Regions from separate parts of the Triticum aestivum genome. Here region 2 is linked to region 1. A link is a contact called in public Hi-C data. All regions are on one chromosome and are shown on one strand. Each heading gives the region's core, a stretch centred on a gene start, on an enhancer-like site or on the middle of the called end of the contact. The rest is flanking DNA. Distances are from core to core; before and after follow the strand shown. Region 1 has its middle 42 kb from the start of LOC123055402. Region 2 holds the start of LOC123056198 (disease resistance protein RGA2).

What was found. Hi-C and Micro-C count contacts between places; a contact is called where the count stands out from the background.
Region 2: a contact with region 1 is called in a Hi-C map of leaf, with 4 times the contacts expected there. The contact joins the promoter of LOC123056198 here to the enhancer-like site in region 1. A contact is called at or near these places in 2 of 5 Hi-C or Micro-C datasets (both in leaf).

Annotation. Positions count from the first base shown.
Region 1 is chr2D:652,325,273-652,331,895 of IWGSC CS RefSeq v2.1, reverse strand. No RefSeq gene overlaps it. Among protein-coding and RNA genes, the nearest start is that of LOC123055402, 42 kb to the right of the region's middle. Within about 2 kb of position 3,940, at least 6 of the 8 cell types and tissues checked have an H3K27ac peak or open chromatin away from gene starts, as enhancers often do. A contact at or near this core is called in leaf, where this site is marked.
Region 2 is chr2D:652,457,185-652,463,807 of IWGSC CS RefSeq v2.1, reverse strand. It overlaps LOC123056198 (disease resistance protein RGA2), which reads left to right and starts at 2,808. Exons shown (of 5, transcript XM_044479890.1): 1 at 2,808-3,134; 2 at 5,603-6,559. The coding sequence starts at 2,847.

The sequences.
Region 1 (6,623 bases), core at 2,691-5,190:
TAAAATGGACATTCCTTCTGGCGGTACGTCATTTAAATTGACCCTAAAGTTGCAAAAAATTACCCACCAATTCCACTATAAGTGACAAAAAACGTTATCAGGGAATCCCCTGCCTCGGCCGGCCCATGCATAGCGCCCTGCAGAAGGCACAGCGTGCCCGTTTGGGCCGTCCCATGTGCGGGCGGCCGTTTTTTATTTTTAATTTCTGTTCTTTTTTGTAACTTTTTAAATTTAGATAATTTGGAACTTCAAAAAAACTTTTCACATTTTAAGAAACTGACAATTTTGAAATAAAATGTTCAAGAAACATAAAATGTCTGTGAATTGAAAAATGCTCAGGATTTTTCTAAATATGTTAGCATATTCAAAACATGTTCGAAATTAAAAAAAATGTTCTTAAAATAAAACAAATCCATGATTTTGAAAAAAAAGTCTGTGTATTAACAATTACTAATGAAATTTAAAAAAATGTTTGCTAATTCAAAAAAATTCATGCATTTTACAAAATGCCCTAGATTTTTTAAAACAGTTCCTGAATTACAAACGAGTTGATTGATTCGTAAAATAATTGCTGATTCAGAACATGTTCATGCATTTCAAAAATTGTACGTGAATTTCAAAAAACAAAATCCACCAATTTCAAAAAAAATGTTCGTCAATTCTAGAATTACCTGCTGATTCAAAATAAGTTTTTGAATAAACGTTTACAATATAAAAATATGTTCACAATTTTAGAAAAAAAATACTTGTAAATAGTAAAAATGTTCACCAATTTTAGAAATGTCCCTAAATTTGCAAAAATGTTCACCAAATGATCAAAAGTATGTAGTTAAATAGTAATGCTTCTGAGTCTTTGCGACTATATACCAGCTTGAATTTAGAAGAATTAACTACGGGCGTGGATTCGAATATTATAGTATGGTTTTCTAGAATCGTTTATTGAAATTCAGAATAAATCTTTGAATTACCAAGTTTTTTGACAACCACGATGTTTTTTCGAAAATGTGAACATTGCTTCAATTTGTAAATAAATTTTTAAAAAGAAACATTTTCTTGCATTTGTGAACAAATTTTCAAAATCATGCAATGAGATGTGAACAAAATGTGGTCATCGCCATTAGAAATTATATTTTTTTCTTCCATTGGAACGCACCAGCTCTTTTGCTTTTTTTGATAAAAGAGAATATATTAATATCGCGAAGATACCAATTACATCCATCCTCTGCAACAACAAGATGTCCAAAGACATCAAGGATGCACATAGCCAAAAAAGAAAAAAGAAAGAGAAATAGAAAACAAACAAAGCCCCCATGGCGGTGATGGAACACTTGCAATAGCAACACCCAAACCACCACCGAATACAACACCAAGACTACACAAGAGATTCTCCAAAAGCAATGCCTACACAAGAAGATTGTCGCAATGTATCGACCGATTTCCCTAGTTATTTTTTTTGTTTCAAATAGTATTTTTGGAAAAATATGGTTTTTTTAATTGTGAACATTATTTTGAGATTTTTGAACGTTTCTTGAAAACCCGAACATTTTATGACAACACATACAGTTTTCAAATGTGTGAACATTTTTTCCCAACATTGTTTTTGCAAATGTTTTTTTTCGAAGTTATAAACATTATTTGAAAGCAGAAACATTTTTAAAACTCAAATATTTTTTGAAAAAATGAGAACATTCATTGAAATTATGAATATTTTTTTCAAATTTGTGAACATTTTTAAAAAGGTATGTTTGTTTCTCGAAATTCTGAACAATTTTCGAATTTGCAAATATATGAATAAAATTTAGGAATTGTGAACAATTGTGTAAACTCAAATAATTTTTCACAATTTTGACATTTTTTATAAAATGCAAAAATTTAAAACTCAATTTTTTATAGTTGTGAACTTTTTTCATAATATCTAACATATCTTGAAGATGTGATTATTTTTAAAAATTAGACATTTTCTGAATTTTTTTGGAATTTTCTCTGAAATTTTGGAAATGATATAAAAAGAAAGAGAAAAGTAAAGAAACACCAAAATAAAACCTACAAAGAAAACAATAAAATCCGATCAAGATCCAAGGGTCCCAAAACCGGTCAGGAATCTTTTTCCCAAACTCGGATGTTGTAGTAGATTCGCTATCTAACATGGGCTTGCCCATTTGCATCGTTGGTGCCCGGCATCTGTGCAAAATAACGACATTTTGATGCTCGATACATCAAATAGGGATTGTCGGCTCATAGTCATTCTTGTTATTTTTCCTTTGCTCTAGTGTGGGTCATGGGCTCCCAACTAGGAGGTAGGTTTTGTGTTCCTTGGGCTGCTAAGACCTTGCTGTGTATGACTTAGGAATGAATGAATTATGGTTTTTTCCTTCAAAAAAGAAGAGAAGAAATTATGGTTTTGAGTGCCATCAACACAATTGTGGTGGCCTACGATCTACACAGTTAGCAGTCCCATTGCTCTTCTTTTTGGTGCCGAAAGAGAGCTTTATTAGATTGGGGCAGGGTACAGTGATTTGCGAGGAAAGAGGGCTTTATCTCTTTTTGAGCGGAAAGAGAGAGCTTTATTAGATAGGGATAGGGGCACAGTCAAAGTTCATTGTGTGGGCGATTTCTTTATCTGTGGTGGTAATTGTGCATCCATACTGCCATTCTACATGTACCCTCTCTATCTAAGCAAGCATTCCCATTGATGTACACATGAAATTATTCTGCAACTTGTATGAATTATTGAGTCACAAGCTGTCGGTAGGCATCCTTTCATGGTATATCTACACATTTACATGTTACAACCGCCTCCAGTAGTGGTTACATCTTGACTTGATTTTTTTTTTATTTGCAGCAGTTGGTAGAACTTGCTCTATGCATTAATGGTCAATGTTGACCGAATAGAGTAGGCAATCTGTTCAGACACCAAGTCCCACTTTTTATTTCAGGTCAATTTGAGTATGTACTGTGCTTAGAGCGAGTGCTTAGTAGTAGAAACTAAACCCCTCGATGTATAGATGTTTAGTTTGTTGCAACTATTTTTTTTTCATTTAATTAGTTGTTTGCCGCAATTTTTTTAGTTGTAGAATCTTATATGTGCACTTAAAAGGCAATAGAGTAAAATAAATGGGACGATTACTTAATACTCCCTCCATTTCCTGACATAAAGCATACATATATTGATTGTAAGTCAAACTTGGTCAATTTTGATCAAATTTATAGAGCATTTCATCTATGTCTAGAACACCAAACATATATGAGGCAAGTGATGCAGCAGTGACCCAATGAGGCAAGGGAGGCAACTAACATTGGTTGGGTGGCAGCTCTGTGCCCCTAGTGTGTCGGGTTTGTTAGCTCGGTCGACGAAGGGGGCAGTTTGACATTATGTTGGGGCGGCAGCCCCGTAAGAGGTGCGGTGACGGTTGTGGTCCACGGGTGGTTGCCCTATGCAACTTGTGCTGCGGGTGACTAGGTCGTCGTCTGTCGGTGGTTGACCTGTGCAGCTTGGGCTGGGGGTGACTAGGTCATGTAGCATCGCGGCTCAAGAGCGAGCAGTGGCACGTCGGGACGTGGACCCGAAAGGTGTTGGGTGGACTACGTAGGGCGCATCAAAGCAGATGAAAGTCGAGGCGGCGACCTCAAAATTTCGACAGTCTCAGGCACATAAACCTTGAGTGGTGTCGTCTATCTTATTTGGATGATGGCAAAGATTTTGCCGTTAGTTTCGAAACAACTGTTGGCAAAATTAGTGTATTGACTTTATATTTTCTTTTTTGAAAAATCACTAAATTTACTAAAGTTTGAGAGAATATACTAAATTTAAACATGTTTATTTTGTAAAAAAAAACAGTGTAAAGAAGCACAAAAACTATTCTTGATTCCTATTGGTTGGAACCACCATCCCACAGATCAGTGACGTGGCAGGGGGGCCCAACCCCAGCACGCACTCGATCCAAGTCTTGAATCTGGCCTTGTATGTAGCGTCAAATATATTGTCGCTTGTAGTTGGGGTCAGCTGACACGACAAATGTGGAAGGAAATTCCAAGGCAATTGCTGTGACGATAAGATCCAGTCGAGCACGCCGGCAGAAAGGCCTGATCCCCATTCCCCCCACCCCTCTTCTGCGCATTGACTAGAGAGAAGTCATGTCGGAAATTGGGGCCATGATTGCCGCTGCACTTTTGAAGGAGGTGGTGCAGCAGATTGGTTCGCTGGTGGGAGGTCAGATCAAGCTGCAGCAGAACTTGGACAAGGACCTCAAGGAGATGAAGGCTACCCTCGAGTCCATTGAGGCGCTCCTCAAGGACGCTGAGGACGCCAACACCAACAATTCCATGCGTTTGTGGCTCAATCGTCTCAAAGACGCCATGTATGGCATCGCCGACATGATTGACGATTTTGAAGGAGGAACTGAGGCTGAGCCAACACGAAAGGTAACTTCTGAGCCATGCTTCTTCTTTTTTCTTTTTCTTGTTTTTCGATAAAGGGCGATTTTATTATTTCAGAATGTAGCATCAAGGGGATACAAAACATTATGAATAACACCCGGCCTCTGCATAACTGAGATGCACACAGCCAAATTCAAAAGTCTGACAAAAAACATGAAATATAAACCGACATATCGGTAACAGTAAAGTCCTATAGACCGACACTATGCCTATGTCGAAGGTGGTGGTGGATCGATCCGGAGGTTATGCTGCCACCCATGTTGGGAAAAAACCTCCGTAGCCACCTGCTTCAACCGCGTACACACCGCCTTGAACAGCGATTGGTGCTCCGATCGTTGTAGCATAGACCACGTATGAAGCGATTGCGTACAACGGAAAATAATCTGCAGAGGAGAAGCATTTTTTTCATTAAAAACCAAATCCTTTCTACATAGCCAGAGCGACCAAATTAAGGCGTACGCTCCCACCCTTATAAGCGCTTTAAACCTATTTGGAATACCGTCCAACCAGTGACCAAATATATTGGCAACACTTGTGGGCGGATATAAATTTGACGCTATTTGGATGATTGACCACGTAGAACGTGCAAACTTGCATTGGAAAAAGAGGTGTTTGATTGTCTCGTCATGCGTACAAAAACAACACTTCTTACTCCCTGACCAGTTGCGTCGTGCGAGGTTGTCTTTGGTCAACACAACTCCCTTACGAAGATACCACATGAAAATTTTCACTTTTAGTGGAATCTTGGACTTCCAAATTTTCTTGTTATTACTCACTGGTACTTCAGAATGTGTGAGCGCACGGTACATAGAGTCTACTGTAAAAGACCCTGATGTAGTAAGGTTCCAGCGAAACACATCCCGACCTTGTGTCAGGTTAATCGAATCCAACCGGGACAAAAGATTATGCCATGACAGAAGTCTGGGGCCAATCAAATCCCGCCTAAACGAAATGTTCGGCGGGGATGAACTGAGCACGTGCGCAATAGTGTTGTTCTTATCGCAAGCAATGTTATATAAGGCTGGATATTGTTCTCTGAGACTGGCATTGCCTAGCCAGATGTCTTCCCATAATCGAATCTCCGACCCGTCTTTTATCGCGAAAGACCCAAAGCGAAAGAGATGTTTCTTTGCCGCCATTAGGCCAGCCCAGAAGTGCGAGTCACCAGGTTTCCAATATGCCTGGGACACCGCCTTTTGGCCTAGATACTTGTTGCGCAACATGGTTTGCCAAACACCATCCTCAGTAAGAAGTTTGAACAACCATTTACTGAGCAAGGCCTCATTCTTGACCTGTAGGTCATGAATTCCAAGGCCGCCTTGGTCTTTTGGCCTACAAACCATGCTCCATTTGGCCAACCGATATTTTTTCTTTTCTCCATCTCCTTGCCAAAAAAATCTGGATCTAAAATAATCCAATCTTTGCAGGACCCTTTTGGGAGTTGGAAGAAAGAAAGCATATAGAGAACCATATTTGTGAGAACAGAGTTAATCAAAACCAGCCGTCCTCCAACTGAGAGCAGGTTGCCTTTCCAACTGCTCAATCGTTTCTCTAGACGCTCCTCTACATGCTTCCACTCTGTAATGGTGCGACGCCGATAGTGGATCGGTATTCCCAAATATTTAAACGGGAATTGGCCATGTGCGCAACCAAAGAGGTCAGCATAATCGGCAGCCGCCTCAACGGCTTCTCCAAAGCAGAAAAGTTCACTTTTATGGAAGTTAATTTTGAGACATGACATTTGCTCAAACGCTGAGAGCAAGAGTTTTAGGTTTCGAGCCTTGTCTAGGTCATGTTCCATAAAAAGAATTGTGTCATCGGCGTATTGCAGAATAGAGAGGCCACCATCCACAAGATGTGGCACTACTCCTTCTATCTGGTCGTTCTGCTTAGCACGCTCAATCAGAATAGCCAACATGTCAGCAACAATGTTAAATAACATTGAAGACATGGAGTCACCCTGTCGTAGTTCTTTTTTTGGTCTGAAGGTAATGGCCTACATCATCATTGACTTTGATGGCCACGCTACCTCCAGTTACCTTCTTTTTCTTGTTTGGAAGAATACGTTGTATGAAGCTTTAATAAGGAAAACAGAGTACAAGCACTGGAATAATAAGTACCCTCCGAGGTCCGAGCTGTCTTCCTCCTCACATCGAACCCCTGAAGCCACCTCAACCTCATCTGTG
Region 2 (6,623 bases), core at 1,559-4,058, 130 kb before region 1:
GAAAACAAGCAAGAAATGGTCATGCACACCGATCTTACAGGCCGTGCCATCCCACGACGCTCGAACGTGCAGAGCCATACATACCCGCGGCGAGGAATGCGTGATCCATGCCATCCCATGGCGATTCCTACAGCGAGCTGAATACTAGCTCACTAACTGAAGGAAAGAATGCTAGCTGAAGGAAAGAATACTAGTAGCTAACTAACTGAAGGAAAGAATCCATTACAGACACACGCTAACGGTCAGAATTATTCAGAGAACTGAATTTTGCTAAGTCTGAAGCTATGTGTGAGAAGATTATCCATCACAAGCCCCGCCGCAACCCTCGCGATGGCGGCTCCTAGCCGGCGAAGTGAGTCTCACGAATCTCGCCACCACCGCTCGCCGGCAAGCCGTCACTCCGTCTATGACGGCGGCGGCATCGGCGGGCAACAACAACAGCAAAGAGTTTGTAAAGGTAGTAAGAGCATCTCTAGCCGCGCCTCCAGAACGGCCTTCTCAGGCAATTTTTTTGCGCCGGCGACGAAAAAACGGCCCAGTCGCGTTCCCAGGAGTCCGTTTTCACCGGCTTGGACCGAAATCAGCGTCGGCGGACCCAGACCGAACCCGACGCGCCGGGGGGGCGCCGGGGCGAGTGTTTTGGCGCGAAACAGCCGCAGGCCCGCCGAGTCAGCGAGACGGGGGCTTCGTCGACCTCATCGCCTCGGTTCCCGCGGGAATCAATGTGAAGGCTACCGCGCTGCCGCACTGCCGCGCCGGTCAGCCTCCATTGATGCCTCACGGGCAGCGCAGTGAAGGCGCCGCCGATGCGCGTCCCGCCAGCATGCGGCACGCGTCCGCCCGCATGCCGCCCCCCGCCACCCCGCTTCGGCTATAAAAGGCGCCCCTCCCCGCCGGTGAGCGCCACAGCCTCCCCCCTCTCCCTTCAAGCGAAAGCCTTTCCCCGTCGGCGAGCTCTCCCACCACTTTCCTGCCCCGCCGACGAGTGAAACCATGGCGGAGAGATACCCAGGCGAGGGCGCAGCGGCGAACGGGTTCGGCCGTCGGCACCTCCAGGAGCCGGAGGCGCGCCTTCTGTATGAGGCCGAGTACCCGGCGCCCCCCGACATGCGCGTGCCGGGGGCGCGGATACTGAGCGCCGCCGGCGTCCCGGTGCCGCCAGTCCCCGAAGGGGCGGCACGGCGGGCGGAGATCGCCCGCGTCCGCTCCTCGTTGACGGAGGAGCAGCGGAACGAGCCGAGGTACGCGCCCGACAGCGAAACGCTGTGGACACTGTACTTTGAGCGCCGCCGCGAGGAGCAGATTGCCTCCGTCAACGGCATCATCCCCCGTGGCCGCCTCAATTCCGAAGGACGGCGCGAGTGGTGGGGCGTCCCCGGCCGCACACTCGACGCCGTCCTCGACCACATCGAGACCGGCAATGTGCCGCGGCTGGAGTACCCGACGCGGCCCTCCTTCTCTCGCCGCCGCGGCAGTTCCTGGATGCCGCGGCGAATGGAGCCGGGGTCGTCCTCGTCGTCGGGCTCCGGCTCGCCGGCCCTCCGCCCCGTCAAGCCCGAGCCGGAGGAGACACCGCTCGGGCGTCGCGCTCGCAGCGGCGCCCTCGTCATCAACGAGCCCTCGCCTGCAACGACACCGACAAGGCGCTCCCTCCGCTTGGTCCGGCCGAAGCCCGAGCCGGACATGCTCCCCGTGAAGCCGGAACACGCCGGCATGGTGGCCCCCGATGACGAGTCCGCACTCAAATGGGCGAGGGAGGACTACGTCCGCGAGCAGGTGCGCCGCCAGCGTCGGGCGTACCTGGAGACCCAGGCCCGTAGCCGCGCCGAGGCCCGTCGCCGCGCCGAGGAGCGTCGCCGCGCCGCCGAGGAGGGCGGCGTTATCATCATCGACAACGACGACAAGGACGAGGCCGGGCCGTCAAGCGTTGTCGGCGACCCCGGCGAGGGATGCAGCAGGGACGCCGCAGGTGAGGCGCGCGACGACGACGGCGGCGGCGGCGACTACACCCGCTTGTACAGGCTTCTCGGCATGTAGACGGCGGCGGCGGCGAAGGTGGCGGCAGCGGCTAGGCTTTTAGTTCATTTTTAAGTTAGTTCATGCATGTTTTCAAGTTTTTGTACAAATTTCGACGAAAAATGGCCGAGTTCATGCAAAAGTCGGCGAGTTTGCAAATAAATTGAAACGAACTTCGCCAAACCCGCGGCGACCGTGAACGCGTGACTGGGAGCGAACACAACCCCAGGGGGCGATCTAGCGCCGGCTCGCCCCCAGGCCGCTCTTTTTCGGCGCCCTGGGGGCCGAACGGCTGGAGATGCTCTAACTCGTTCCCTTCCCCAAATCTCTCTTCTCTGTTCTGTTATCACCTCTTTTTTTTTTTTTTTTTTTTTTTTGCCTCACGCAGCATCTAACCTAGTCTAGTACCAGCAGCAGAGAGTTTGTTTAGCGGATAAATAATTTAGGCCCCGTAGTAAATTAGTCTTGTACCTAACGCATCCACTGCACCCAACCAAACAAAAAACTGGCGTGGAAAACAACCACTAAGAAGCATTGCACCTATAGCATCAAACCAAGATCCAGAATCATCACCTTATTATAAGTTATCAAATACGGAGTATATTGTCCAATTTACTACAAGACAAAGCATAGCCCACAGGAATCAAACAAAAGAAATCGTTAGGAAGATGCCTAGCTAGGGGGAGCTGACATGACCGATACGTATTATGGAGGGAGACTTCTTGGCAATTGCTCTGACGATAAGATCCAGCCACCAGAAAGGTGTTATTCCCCATCCCCCCCTACCCCTCTTCTGCGCATCCCACACACAGATTGACGAGAGAGAAGCCATGGCGGGCATCGGGGCCATGATTGCCGCTGCACTTTTGAAGGAGGTGGTGCAGCAGATTGGTTCGTTGGTGGGAGGTCAGATCAAGCTGCAGCAGAACTTCGACAAGGACCTCAAGGAGATGAAGACTACCCTCGAGTCCATTGAGGCGCTCTTCAAGGACGCTGAGCACACCAACACCAACAATTCCATGCGTTTGTGGCTCGATCGTCTCAAGAACGCCATGTATGGCATCGCCGACATGATTGATGATTTTGAAGCGGGAACTGAGGCTGATCCAACACGCAAGGTAACTCGGAACCATGTTTTTTGTTTCATCAAAAATCCGTTGTAAGGAAATTACGAAGGGAATTTGTAAATTCTGAACGTTCTGAATATAGCGATAGATCCGTTATGCCCGCACGTCCAAACAAGAAGGTGCGAAATTTTGGCAGTTGCATTTTTTAAACTCGGGAAAAAAGAAGCAAAAACGCCTTGCGGGATTCGAACCTAGGACGTGATGGCTCAGATGCTATTAGTTATCAATCTGGTAACCATGTAGGCAGGCAATAGGTTGTTTCTAATTACATATTAAATGATATTTTTACTTTGGTGTTCAGGTACACTTCATATTTTTTTGCAGATCTTGTCACATGGTTCTCCTCCCGTTGTTCCATTTTTTTCAGTTTTTTTTTCTTTCTTAAAAACTATCGAGGTCGAACTCGCAACTTTAACAGGAACACTAGATGGATAACTTCTATGCAGAAAGCATGATAATTTGCGCAGAACAGTGCCGATTTTCATACAAACAAACACGGTAAATTTTGATCGGGAGAAATAATTATTGAAAAATACCTCCGATAACTTCTGTGCAAATAGCATGGTAATTTACGCACAACTGAGCTGATATATAACCTATGTATAAATACCATGGTAATTTTTGACCGACGGAAAAAATTTGTTGAAAACATACCTCCCCGGTAATTTATGTGTAAATAACATGGTAATTTCCGCATACTGATAACTTAGGTACAAACACCCCGCAATAACTTGGACCCTAAGGAAAAACTGTTTGAAAAACATAACCTCAATAATTTTTTCGTAAACATTATGGTAATATAAGCACTGCATACCTGATAACTAAGGCGAACATACCCCTAGTACTTTCCGTGCAAATGACATGGTATTATAGACACAACAAAGTTGATAACTCATTACAAACCCCACGGTAACTTATAAACCCTGGGATAAAAGTTTGTTGAAAAATATATCCTCATAACTTGTGTGTAAATATCATGATATATACATAACAGAGCTGATAACTTACTCAAATCCATGCGTGGTAACTTCCTGACCGGGGAAAAAGTTGTTGAAAAATACCTCCAATAATAAACAACATGATAATACACGCACAGGAGAGCTGATAACTCATAGACAAACATTGTGGTAATTTTTTGATTGAGGGGGATGAAAATTGTTGAAAAACGTACATCGATAACTTTTATGCAACATGGTAATATACATATAACAAAGTTGATAATTCATTACAAACACCAAAATCACTTTTGACCCCGGGATAAAAGTTTTTTGATAAAACATACCCCTATAACTTCTATGTAAATGGCATGGTAACTTGTGTATGGCAGACGTGATAACTTACATCGCCGAGACATGATAACTTTTTTGACATAAAAAAGTTATCAGAACATATCAACATGGGATCTAATTACGAAGATCTCGTCAAGACCGATTTTCTATGTGAAGATGAATTTTCAATCGAGCAACGATTTGAGCTACAAAACATTTTGAATTTTTGAGTTCAATGGATTTTTTTGTATTTTTGAGTTCAATGGAGTTTTGTTTACAAAGTCACTAGAATTTTTTTCCTCTAATGCATGAACCCATGTGCATGTAAGAGAAGATTTGGGAAAAAAATATGCCCGGTAATTTATGTGTAAATAACATGATAACTTATGGGCAACTCACCTGGTAACTTGCGTAGCATGCGCATGGTAACTTTTACCTAAAAAAGTCGTCGAAACATACGAACATGAGATCTAGTTTCGAAGATCTCATCGCGACGAATTTTTTACGTGAAAACGGATTTTTAATCGAAGCGACGGTTTAAGCTACAGAACATTTTGAAATTTGAATTTCAATAGAATCTTTGATGACATTAGCAATTTCATCTCACATGCATGCATGCATACTCAAAGCAACTACACAACGCATGCACGATGAGAGAAAGACAACTCGCGGGGTGGTGGAGGGGTGGGATTAGTGTTCGCAGGAATCGATCATGCCTATTGCTTAAAAATATAACAGTCCTTTTCTTTAAGCCGGAAACATATCTAATACAACAAGACATATATAGGAAATAATCATTTGAGCCTTCAAGTTTGATGGCGGTACTTGTCGACCTTGAATTCCAGGCATTGCATCTTTTAATCCTTGCCATTTTAGATTCAATGCTTTTTTGGCACAACAAGAATACGATGAATCCAAAACAGAAGATATGCTGGTGCTAGAAAAAAAAGATGCATACTTTCACCAAGTTCTATTTCCATTTCTAAATATTTTAGTGAATACAAATTTTAAATAGACGAAGTTGAACTCATGTACATTTGAACAAAAAATACCAGTCAACCATAAAGTCTAAAATTAATATGTTAGGCATGTCAGAAAATGCATCAAACTTTCTGGCTTAAAATAGAATTTTTCCTAATATCACCAACAATTTTGCCAATGACTAACAATTATGCTAATGATCTCTTGCAGTTCTCTATCAAGAAACATCTAACAGTTATGATGCCTTGTTTCACAATCGGACCCAAGTTCACAATGGCTAACAAGATGAAGATGATGAGAGAGGAACTGCAGGGGATCACAGATCAATACCAGAAATTCATGTTAGTGCCGGGCACTAATGCCGATGAACCGAATCTGATACAAATGCGTGAAACATCATCAACCATTGAGGCATCAGTCATTGGGAGGACCGAAGAGGAAAATAAAATATGGGTTTCTTTAGCTGAGAGCATAATAGAAGAGCTCATTGTCCTTGCAATACACGGCATTGGAGGCCTTGGCAAGACGACCCTAGCGAAAATGATTTACAATAATAAAACAAAATTTGAAGACTACATCCGGGTATGGATTTATGTATCGGAGACATTTGATTTGAACAAAATTGGCAATTCATTAATAAGTCAACTGTCAGAGAATGAGAGTCCCTACACTGAAAAGCAGATGATACATAGATCACTTGCAAAGCTACTTGCCAATAAGAAGATTCTGATTATTCTAGATGATTTGTGGGTGGAGGATGATTCCCAATTGGATAGTCTGATTGCCATGCTTAAGGTTGGAACGGGTAGCAAGGTAGTTGTTATAGCAACCACACGCAATGAGGAGATTGCGAGGAAAATTTCGGCCATTCATAGTCAAACAAAAATTTCGACCATCCCCCCACATGAGCTAGCATCACTGACGGATGAGATGTGTTGGACTATAATTAAGCAAAAAAGTGGCTTTGAATCTAGAGATGATAAAGAACAGTTGAAGGACATTGGGGAAGCCATTGCAGTGAAGTGTGGAGGTGTGGCTTTAGCTGCTCAATCAATTGGACCCATTTTGGAAACTATGACCTATCATCAATGGAAGAAAGTGAGAGACAGTGATATCTGGAAAGTATCTGCTTCTTGTTTAGATCCAAAAGATAAAGCTGTAACACGGGTGCTTGCATCCTTGAGGTTAAGCTATACTTTTATGCCTCGGTATTTGAAGCTCTGCTTTGCCT